Regions from separate parts of the Mus musculus genome. Here region 2 is linked to region 1. A link is a contact called in public promoter capture Hi-C data. All regions are on one chromosome and are shown on one strand. Each heading gives the region's core, a stretch centred on a gene start, on an enhancer-like site or on the middle of the called end of the contact. The rest is flanking DNA. Distances are from core to core; before and after follow the strand shown. Region 1 holds the start of Xrn1 (5'-3' exoribonuclease 1). Region 2 overlaps U2surp (U2 snRNP-associated SURP domain containing).

What was found. Promoter capture Hi-C pulls out the DNA fragments that hold promoters and counts their contacts.
Region 2: a contact with region 1 is called in a promoter capture Hi-C map of the 3T3-L1 cell line, with 3 times the contacts expected there. The contact joins the enhancer-like site here to the promoter of Xrn1 in region 1. A contact is called at or near these places in 6 of 39 promoter capture datasets (the 3T3-L1 cell line, the C10 cell line, embryonic stem cells and 3 more), 6 of 484 Hi-C or Micro-C datasets (B cells, CD4 T cells, bone marrow and 3 more), 13 of 115 datasets of contacts at active chromatin or transcription factors (bone marrow-derived macrophages, differentiating embryonic stem cells, embryonic forebrain and 9 more) and 4 of 9 other capture datasets (adipose tissue, embryonic stem cells, liver and 1 more).

What each region holds. Positions count from the first base shown.
Region 1 is chr9:95,952,150-95,957,310 of GRCm38.p6, reverse strand. Xrn1 (5'-3' exoribonuclease 1) reads right to left here and starts at 2,551. Exons shown (of 42, transcript NM_001311130.1): 1 at 2,368-2,551. The coding sequence starts at 2,442. Gm16794 (a long non-coding RNA gene) reads left to right here. Exons shown (of 3, transcript XR_871036.3): 1 at 1-2,683. It also overlaps a transcript of Atr not described here.
Region 2 is chr9:95,495,455-95,500,066 of GRCm38.p6, reverse strand. U2surp (U2 snRNP-associated SURP domain containing) reads left to right here. Exons shown (of 28, transcript NM_001357974.1): 4 at 4,134-4,232. Among named protein-coding and RNA genes, the nearest start is that of U2surp, 14 kb to the left of the region's middle. Within about 2 kb of position 2,931, at least 7 of the 459 cell types and tissues checked have an H3K27ac peak or open chromatin away from gene starts, as enhancers often do.

The DNA.
Region 1 (5,161 bases), core at 1,302-3,801:
AAGATCCCTTGACTCCAATTCTTCCTTTCATCAGGATCAGTTTCTTCTGTTTCCAGTATGCCTTCCATGGTAACATTTATTTTATTCTCAGCCATTTCTCCTTAGGGCATACTGTGCCACATAACGATCCTTTGGTAGGTCAGCTTTGAATGTCTAGGTGGGATACTGCTTTTTCTTCTTCACTCAGTCAGTCTTAAAAAATAAAATAAAATAAAGCCTCCCTCCCCCAGCTTTAGGTACTGTTATCTAATTGGCTAGTCCTTTGAAGCCTACAGGGTATTCTGGAGTTCTGTTCACAAGTTCATCAGCTAGTTCTTCTTTTCCTCTCAAACTGTCTAGAGTCTCTTGGTAGTTTGCCCTCATCTAGTAGTGTTTGGACTCAGTAACATGGGGCTACTGAATCACATGAATTCTATCTATTTTCATTCAGTGGTTCAAAGGATGAATAACTGTGCTGATACCATCCTCACTCTCGTTCTAAAACACATCGCTCCCCATCCTCTCCCTCTGGGTGTGCTTCTGTTCACCCTGGCAACCACACAGGAAACTAAATGTTCTTCATTTAGTTTTTTTTGTCTGTTTTTTGAGGCAGGGTCTCTCAGTGAACCTGAAGCTCACTGATCAGTTGGACGAGTTGGCCTGAGAGCCCTCAGGCTTCACCTGTCCCTGCTCTCTAGTGCTGGTTACAGGTGCTCTATGCTGCTCCCGGCTTTTATGTGGGTGCTTGGGTCCTTCCCTCCTAGTCTTCCTTTTTTGGTCTTCTGTTAAATAAAATATTTGTGAAAGGCCTAACTTTGATACATCGAGTTTCTTGTTTTGTCAGGTCTGTGTTCCATGGCTGTCAGTTTATCTACCTACCTCTGCCTGCTCAGTGCTGGGATTGAAGGTGTAGGACACCATGCCCCGCTGACACACCAACAAGTTTTAAAGTTTATTTTCAGTGTAATTTTAAAGCAATCCTTACTTTCAATCTACTGTAAAACTTTCACAAAATCTATCTTGCTTCCCATGTCATGATGTTGCTTTAAAAGACTGTTTTGTTTTTACAATGAAATTCCCCAGGATGGTGAACCCAAGATATTTTTACCAAATAAATGTCTGTGATCAAAGAGCATAGAATAAAAATGTTATTGAACACATTAGGCTAGAAAATATTTATTGATTAAAGATCCTGAAAAAGAAAAACAATGCCTCCATTTTCACTTTTCTCCCTGAAAATAAATACCATCTAAATTTAAGTCAACCAAATTCATACCATCTAATCTTAACTAAAATAAGGGGAAGACAAGTCAGCATTTTCGAACTTTTTATAAGGTTTCTTTTATATGCCAACTTTCATTAGAAGTTAATATCAAAAGAATCCTTTCCAGAGGCTGGATTCTATCTTTAACCTTATAAGTACCTTAAAACAAACAAACAAAAAAAAAACCCCACATAATTGACAACTTCCAGTATTAATACAGTGCTACTTATCACAAATAATTTATTAAGTATACAAATTTCAAAAACGAGTTTTTTTTTTCTGTAAACCAAAGTCATTAAATGTGACATACTACATTATCATTCAAAGTCTAGTTTACCTATTAGAACATTTGGTTTCTCTCCTCCGTCATTCAAACATGCAGATATATTCTAGTATATAGTATATATAAATATACAAATACACACTTTTAGAACTCAAAAAAAAAAAAAACCCGCTGCTGTAGGGTCATTATACACTAAGTGTTAGTAATAATGTTTCGAGATCTTTCTGCCATACTAAAGCCTTTAAGCACCATTCCCCCCACCTCCCCGCCCCATCCCTGCGCTCCATCTAAACGTTTTGTTCGTTTAGACAATAGGGGGGTCGGTCCTGTCTGGGGGCTAACGGGAGCATGAAAAAGTATCACAAACCCAAGACACTAGCTAGCTACAGCAACCGGTCCAGGCATTGAGGTTAAATGCAGCTCTTCACAGCTGGAGTGCTCCGCGATTCCACCACGGGGACGTTAGTGCTTGTATACCGTCTGTTGCTTTGCTTGGGATGAGGGACCCGAGAAGTCGTCCCACACAGCTTCGCAGCCTAAAGCGAAGCTCCAGGTCCGGTTCCCAGGAGGACAGAGAGGGCTCCTTAAAAGCCTTCCCACCAAGGGCTCCTTTGCAAGTCCTGGAGTGCCTTCCCAGGGGGAGCTCAGACCTGCCGCAAGCCACTCTGTTCTGACCTGCCTCTACCTGGTGCGGCTACCCGGGGGCCGCCAAGCCTCCGTTCCCCTTCTCTTCCCCCCGTTCGGCCGCTGACCTGCACCGCGGGCAGCTGGAAGGCCGGGGTCCCACAGCGCAGAGAGGCCCGCGGGCCCGCTTTCTGCGCCGCGGCCTGAGCTCACCCACCTGATGCTCCTTCACCACTTCGCTGAGGCAGGGGTACCGCTCCGAGATCCATCGGTAAAACTTGGGGACTCCCATTTTGACCGTCGACACTAATTCCAGTCGGTGCAGAAACGAAACCAAACACCCCGCCCGGGCCTCCGCCGCCGCCTCCGGCCGTCGCTCGGAGGATGACAACACAAGGTCCGCCAGACCATAGAGCAAACCGTGGGCCTAGAGGGGCAGGACGGCGCTGGTGGGCGGTGGGTCCTGTCTATCCCGCTGCCTCGCTCTTCCATACTCGTTGGTGACAGCGCAAGAGGTGTGATTTGCGCATTAGGTGAGCTCAGGTTTAAAATGCCAGTTGATTGAGGTGTGGACTTGCGGATGGTATAAGAACGTTTAAGAGACAGTTGGTTAGCTTTATGTTAACTTGAAACATGGCAGAGTCGTTAGAAAGAGAAACCTCAACTGAGAAAAACGCTGCTTCCAAATTGGCCTGTGGGAATATTTTGATTACTGATCAATGCGGGAGGGCCCATCTGAATGTGTGCTGCTGCCACCCCTGGGCCGGTGGTCTTTCGGTATGTGAAAAAGGCTGAGTGAACTAGCCAGAAAGCAACATTCCTTCAGAGCTTCTTCAGTTCCTGCCTCAAGTTCCTTTGATGATGGGCTGTGATGTGGAAGTGTAAGCCAAGTAAACTCTTTCCTTCCTAAGTTGCTTTTGGTCATGGTGCTTATAACAGTAATAGAAACCCTAGTAAGAAAGGTATTGGACACTTGCTTTTTGTACTGTGGGCTTGTCCCTCGTGGGATCGTTAAATTTACTATTTTTCAATGTGGACTTGAAAAAGTCTGGTTAGCTTGTGAGAGGAGTAATTCTCTGAGTAATGTAAACCTACAGAAGAGTTTTAATTTTCTAATATTTTAAAGAGTTTTATAGTTTTCCTCTTTATATCTTTTATTAAATTACTTTATTTACATTCCAACCCCCCCCCCCATCCTGACTCCCCCTCCCGGAGTTCTTTAAGCCCTCCTCCCAACTCTGAGAGGGTGCTCCCCCATCTGCTTCCACCTCACATTTCCGCTTAGGTCATCCCCATTGAGTCCTAGTAGCCTCTCACATCCCAGATCTCTGGGACTTTCTAGAGGTTCCCCATGGGCCCTAACCTCCACTGCTGCATGTTGATTAATTCTCCTGGCCCTCTGGGCATCCCTCCTTTCCATACCTGATCCCGCCCCTTCTTTTCCCCTTCCTCTCACCTCTCCGACCCAATTTCCTCCCTCTGCCTCCCATGATTATTATTCCTCTTCGAGGTGGATTTCAGGTATCCACACTTGGGCCTTCCTTCTTGTTAAAGTCTGTGAGTTGTATTGTGGGAAAGAGTAATTTCCCACCATTTCAAGACTCTGGGTTACTCCCCTCATCCACAATTTTTGATACCCTGTTTCAAAACAAAGAAACCAACAAAATTCAAAAAGCCGGTTGTGGTTACTTAGGAGGCATAGGAAGATCAGAAGTTAAAGGCCATCCTCAGGTACATTGTAAGTTCAGGGAGATCCTAGTTGATAAGAAAGCCCATTTCAACCCCAAAACTCAAACCTGTGTGGCATGAAAGTTTGAATCTCAGCACTTGAAGGATGGAGGCTGGAAGATCAGGAGTTCAAGGGCATCCTCACTTACTTAAGTTCCAGACGCATTTGCCCTACATGAGAACTGTCTCAACCAAACAGGACAAAAGCCACTATAAACATTTCTGTTTTGTTTTTTATTATCATGTGACTTTCCTTACAATAAATACTTCAGAAGTTATTGGATTCTTTCCTTTGGCACTGCTTGTCTTCCATGATTAGCGCTTGGACAACATTCATCTTTAGTCAAGAGAACCTTCCATATATATATAATTATGTGTGTGTGTGTATATATATATATATATATATATATATATGGAATGGATATATAAAATGTAATATATATGTATACATTTTTCATCAATGAAGAAGTTATATATCTTTTGTAGGAAAATAGCTGCAAGTGATCATATTAAGTAAATTAACTTAGTCTCAGAAAGATAACATTTTCTTTCATATATGGTTCCTAGATTTTATATAGCTACTTAAAATCATATATGTATATGTGAGATGATAGCAGAGACAACACTAAAGTGTTGAAAGAAACAAAAGAGACTGAGGCAGGGGAACAAAGGAATTGTGGAAGGAATTTGTTAAAAGTATATGATGTATTTGTTTGAAATGATCCTATGTAATCTAGTACCAAGTACAACCAAAATACATCAATGCTAATTAATTAAACATGTTTATATGAATAAGATGCCAAAAAATTGAAATGGATAAAAAGCACACACATGCACGCCCCCTAACACACAGAGTATGTAAAAAAAGATTTTCTAATTATCCTGTCCTTAACTGCTTTACATCAAATCTGAGTAGGAAATTGTATGTTCAGTTTTCACATTTATGTCTTCTGACTTACTACAGTTTACCTCATTATACTTTTACTTATAGGAAAAAATAAGACAGAGTCTTATGGAGAAAAAATTCAGCAGTTTCCCATCTGACTATAATAAATGTATTACTTTACAATTCTTTTCTTTTTAATCTATTAGAAAATATGCAGAAAACATCTAAACACATTAAAAACTTTAGATTTTAAAAAATCATAGACAATTGTAAATATTAGTGTTTTCTGCGACTGCTGTACTGGGTGTTATGGCCCATCAGCAGTGTGGTGTTTTAAATGTACAGATTGGTGGTTAGGATGTGGCTCAATGGTAGGACGTATGCAGAGCATGGTTCA
Region 2 (4,612 bases), core at 1,682-4,181, 460 kb after region 1:
TTGGATCTGGTGAAATTGCTCAGAAAGGTGCTGGCTGTGTAACCCTAGAAACAAGTTGGATTCATTGAGCCTGTGTGCAGGTGGATAGAGAGAAATAACTTTACAAAGTTGTCTTCTGACAACTACACACATGCCTTGGCATGCACATCCACCTACCTACAACATGCATGTATATGCACAGTATAAAAAGGATGCATTCCTAGTGCTCTGAGAGCTTATGTTCGCTCTGAAAACAAACAAGAGTAGATGTTAGTCACTTGGATAAATGGAGTCCTAGGACAGGCAGGAACACAGAAAGAAGTCCTTTGTATTTGTATGTGTATTATACACATATGTGTGTGCAGGTGCAAGTAGAGGCCAAAGGTCAACATTGGGCATCTTCCTCAATCACTCCACATTATTATGAACCTGATTCCCTGACCAAATCTAGAATTGCTCTTCTGTTCTGCCAGCCTGGCTAGCCGTTGGGCCTTAGATGTGTGGTGCTTGGGCTACAGACACATTCTCGACCTCTACTGCATAGGTGCTGGGGTTCCATGCTGAGTCGCCAGTGGCAGTGGAATTTTTACTGACTGAGTTTCAGTTTCCCCAGCCCTTGAGAATTGGGCTCATTACTACAGCGCCTCCCTCAGGTCTTCTGGCTTTCTAAAATCTATGTAAAATAAATTTTCTTGAGGTTGATATACAGGTTAGTGTACTTGTCTAGCATGTGTGAGGTTTTAGGTTCAATTTCTAGCACTATTTTAAAGTATACAAATTAAAATTTCTTGTGAAAAAAAAATCAGAAAATATTAAGTCATCAGCCAGCCAGCATTAAACACTGACTATCCTTTTTTTTTTTTTTTTTTTTTTTTTTTTGGTTTTTCGAGACAGGGTTTCTCTGTGTAGCCTTGGCTGTCCTGGAACTCACTCTGTAGACCAGGCTGGCCTCGAACTTAGAAATTCGCCTGCCTCTGACTCCCCAGTGCTGAGATTAAAGGCGTGCGCCACCATGCCCGGCATTTTTTTTTTTTTAAAGACAGGAACTCTTAATATAGACCAGGATAGTGTTGAATTTACAAAGATCTTCTGCTTCTGTCTCCAGATTGCTGGGATTAAAGACATATTCCCCCATCCCATAGGAACACATCTTAAAATAACTTTTTTTTTAAGTATTTTTAATTCAGCAAAACTTAGTTTTTACACAAAAGATTATATTCTTCATTTGAATAAACATTCAGTAAATTTTTTTTGCCATTTCTCTTTGGATTTATAAACAAAAATTTGAGCATGCAAATTTTGTTTCTTTTCTTTTTTCTTCTTCTTTCTCCTTTCTTTGTTACTTCCTTCTATTTTTCCTCCATCTTGGTTTGAGAAGGGGTTTCTCTATTGCCCTGGCTGTCTTGAAACTTGTTCTGTAGACCAGGCTGACTTGAACTCAGATCTGCCTGCCTCTGGCTCCCGACTGCTGGGATTAAAGGTGTGTGCCACCATGCCTGGCTATACATTTAGTTTCTTAGAATTGTGTTTTTCCTTCAGTTTCAACGTAGTCTTCATTTGAAGCTAACTATAATTACAGTGAATGATGGCAAGACATTTTTTCTTTTCTGAGGAAAAGATGATTTTGAATCTGTTTGAAAATTTGATTGTTGGAGCTGGAGAGATGGCTCAGTGGTTAAGAGCACTTTTGCCCAGGACTGTAGGTTTAGTTCCCAGTACCCCACAGGTGACTTACAACTCTCTGTAACTGCATTTCCAGGGGCTCTGACATGCTCCTCTGTCTCATTGTGCACCAGGCACACACATAGTGCACCTGAGTATGTGCAGGCAAAACACTCAGAAAATAGAAATCTTAAAAGAGGGAGAGAGAAAGAGAAGTGACTTTTGTGTTATTAACTGATTATCTTTCACAGAGGGCTTTTAATGTAACCTTCAAAATAGGTGGCCTCAATGTTTCTCACCATAATATCCTTCCAAAGTACTTTGTTAGCTTCTTATTTTAGTAAGGAAGAGAAAAACTTAAGATTTCAGTATTTTAGGCTTGTATTTAATTAACTGCCCTACCTTTTACATTTGTGAATCCCGAGTAACATGAAACAACTAAAGGCCTATAGACTATTTAGATCAGATTTTAGAAGGAAACTTTCTAAATTGTAATAATGAAGGCTTCAGTAAAATGTTTCTTTGGATTGGTTAGGTGGCTCAAGTTGTAAGGGTTCTTGCCATCAAACCTGACACCCCAGCTTGCTGCTTGGGACCTACATGATGGCTGAAGAGAACTAGCTAGCTTAAGTTCTTTGGCCTTCACACATATGCTCTGGCACACGAGCCCTGTCTCTCATATGCATACACACAAAAAACAAACAAACAAAAAAAGATCTTTGTGAATTCAAGGCTATCCTGGTCTACATTAAGAGTTCCTGTCTTTATAATTAATTCTTTTAAAATACGTGAGAATTTCATTTATATAAATGGATTTTGATCAAATCCACCCTCCATTCTTCCCCTTTCAATCCCTCTTACATCCCCCTTTCCCCCCAACTTCATGTACTTTTCCTTAATGTTTAAAAATTTAAATAAAATTATATCATGATTTCCCCCTTCTAGTTCCTTCCTCTATCCCCTCCTGTGTTCCCACCTCCTGACTTCCTCTCAAATCACACCCCTTTTATTATTATTGATATGTGTGTATATATATGTGTACATATATATATGTATATGCATATATACACATAAATGACTAAGTACAAGCTGCTGAGTTGTTTTAGTGTTGCTTGTGTATGTATGATTTCAGGGCTTTCCTCTTGGTATTGTATAACCAGTTGTGGGCCTCATCCCTGGGGAAGACTAAATCTCCTTCTCAGCAGTCTTTAGTTGCCTGGCTTCTGTCTAGAGGTAGGGCCACTGGAGATTTCCTTCTTCCACTTTAGCATGTCTGTTGGTGGTGTTATTTCAGGTCATGTTTAGGCAGCCATATAAGGTTTCATGGCTGTCATTTCTAGGAGACAGTCTATCAGCAGACTTCCTGGTCTCTGGCTCTTAAGATCTGCTCTTTCAGTTGTGTTTTAGTGCCCCTCAATCAGTTAGTTAGTTAGTCCCTGTATTTTGAACAGTTGTAGTTTCTGCAGTGGTCTCTCACTGTTGCAAGGAGAAGCTTCTGTGAGGCTGAGAGCTGCTCTATCAGACAGAGGCAGCTCCTGAGCTTGGTCCACATCTTAGCTTGGCAGTGTTGTGAAGATGGCAGTGGACAGGGGCAGGAAGGAAGAGGGAAGAAAGAATCCCACTCTATTCTTTAAACCCAGTGTGTTTACTTAGTGCTGCCAGGCACAGTTTTCTTGTATAAATTGACTCATTTATCTGAACTGCTTGGCATGTTTATTGTTTTTTTCCTTTTTTTATTTAAGATTTTGACTTCTGGAATATTTTCATATACATGAGGTATCTTGGGCATAGGACCCAAGACTAAACATAAAACTCATCTCTTTCTTATGTATAGCTTCACATATAGCCCAAAGGTAATTTGTTGCACAGTATTTTACACCTGAAATTTGACTGCAACCTGTTCTTTGAGATCAGATATAAAATGTTCCACTTGTGGTGTTAAGTGTTTCAGATTTTAGATTTTCAGATTAGGAATGATCATGTATATTCAAAAATATTATAAAGATTTATATATGCTGAAATCTGAATGCAAAGTAGATGGTACATTCTCAATAAAAAATGAAATTATGTTTATATCAGTGTTTTTGATAAATGAGGTACTTAATTACGGATGTGATGTGATTTTAATCCTCCCATTTGAGGGTGTTTCCTGTCATAGCTGCTGCCTTTCCTGCAGTGTCTATTTGCCCTCCTCTGTGCTTTCTTTTCTCCTAAGCCTTGTTTTTTATTTCTTTGGTTTTTAACCTTTATTTCCCTTTAAAAAATGGCTCTTGCCTGTAACTGACTTTGAGTTCGGAAATAAAAAGCATCCCTTAATTACTATCTATTTACATTAGAATGATGCCTGAGATCTAAGTTTGGAGTGTGCCAGTTTTTCTTTGCATGGGTACTTTACTTCTAAAGATGAAGTTATCATTAAAGTACGTTACACTTATAGGTAACAGTAAAATTTGTATGTAACGACAAAATAATCTCTTTGCTTTTTTTTATAGCCTCTTCTAGAAAACAAGCTTAAAGCATTCAGTATTGGAAAAATGAGCACAGCAAAGCGAACCCTAAGTAAGAAGGAACAAGAGGAACTGAAGAAAAAGGTAATGTTTGGAGTGTATTTTAGGTTATACTTAGAAGTGACTGTGTAAGAGAGCAGTAGCAGCTGTGTTTCCTGAAGAATTTGACTTCTTGATGTTTGCATCTACACAGGAGTCAAGTCTTTAACACAACAAATGTTCATGATTTTGGCTTTAGCTTCTCTATCTATAGCTCTGTGTGATGTTGTGTTCTTGTTGTCAAAGTGTGAGTGTGTGTTTGTGTGTGCATGCACCACTGTAGTGTACCCATCTCCCTTAGATGAATGCAATAGCGTGAGGGTACTTTTCTCCATTTACCTTTTTAAATTAAATATTATATCTTTGTGATTACTTGTAGGATTGAAACATTGAACTTTTTAAAGCTTCATAGGTTTGTAAAATCC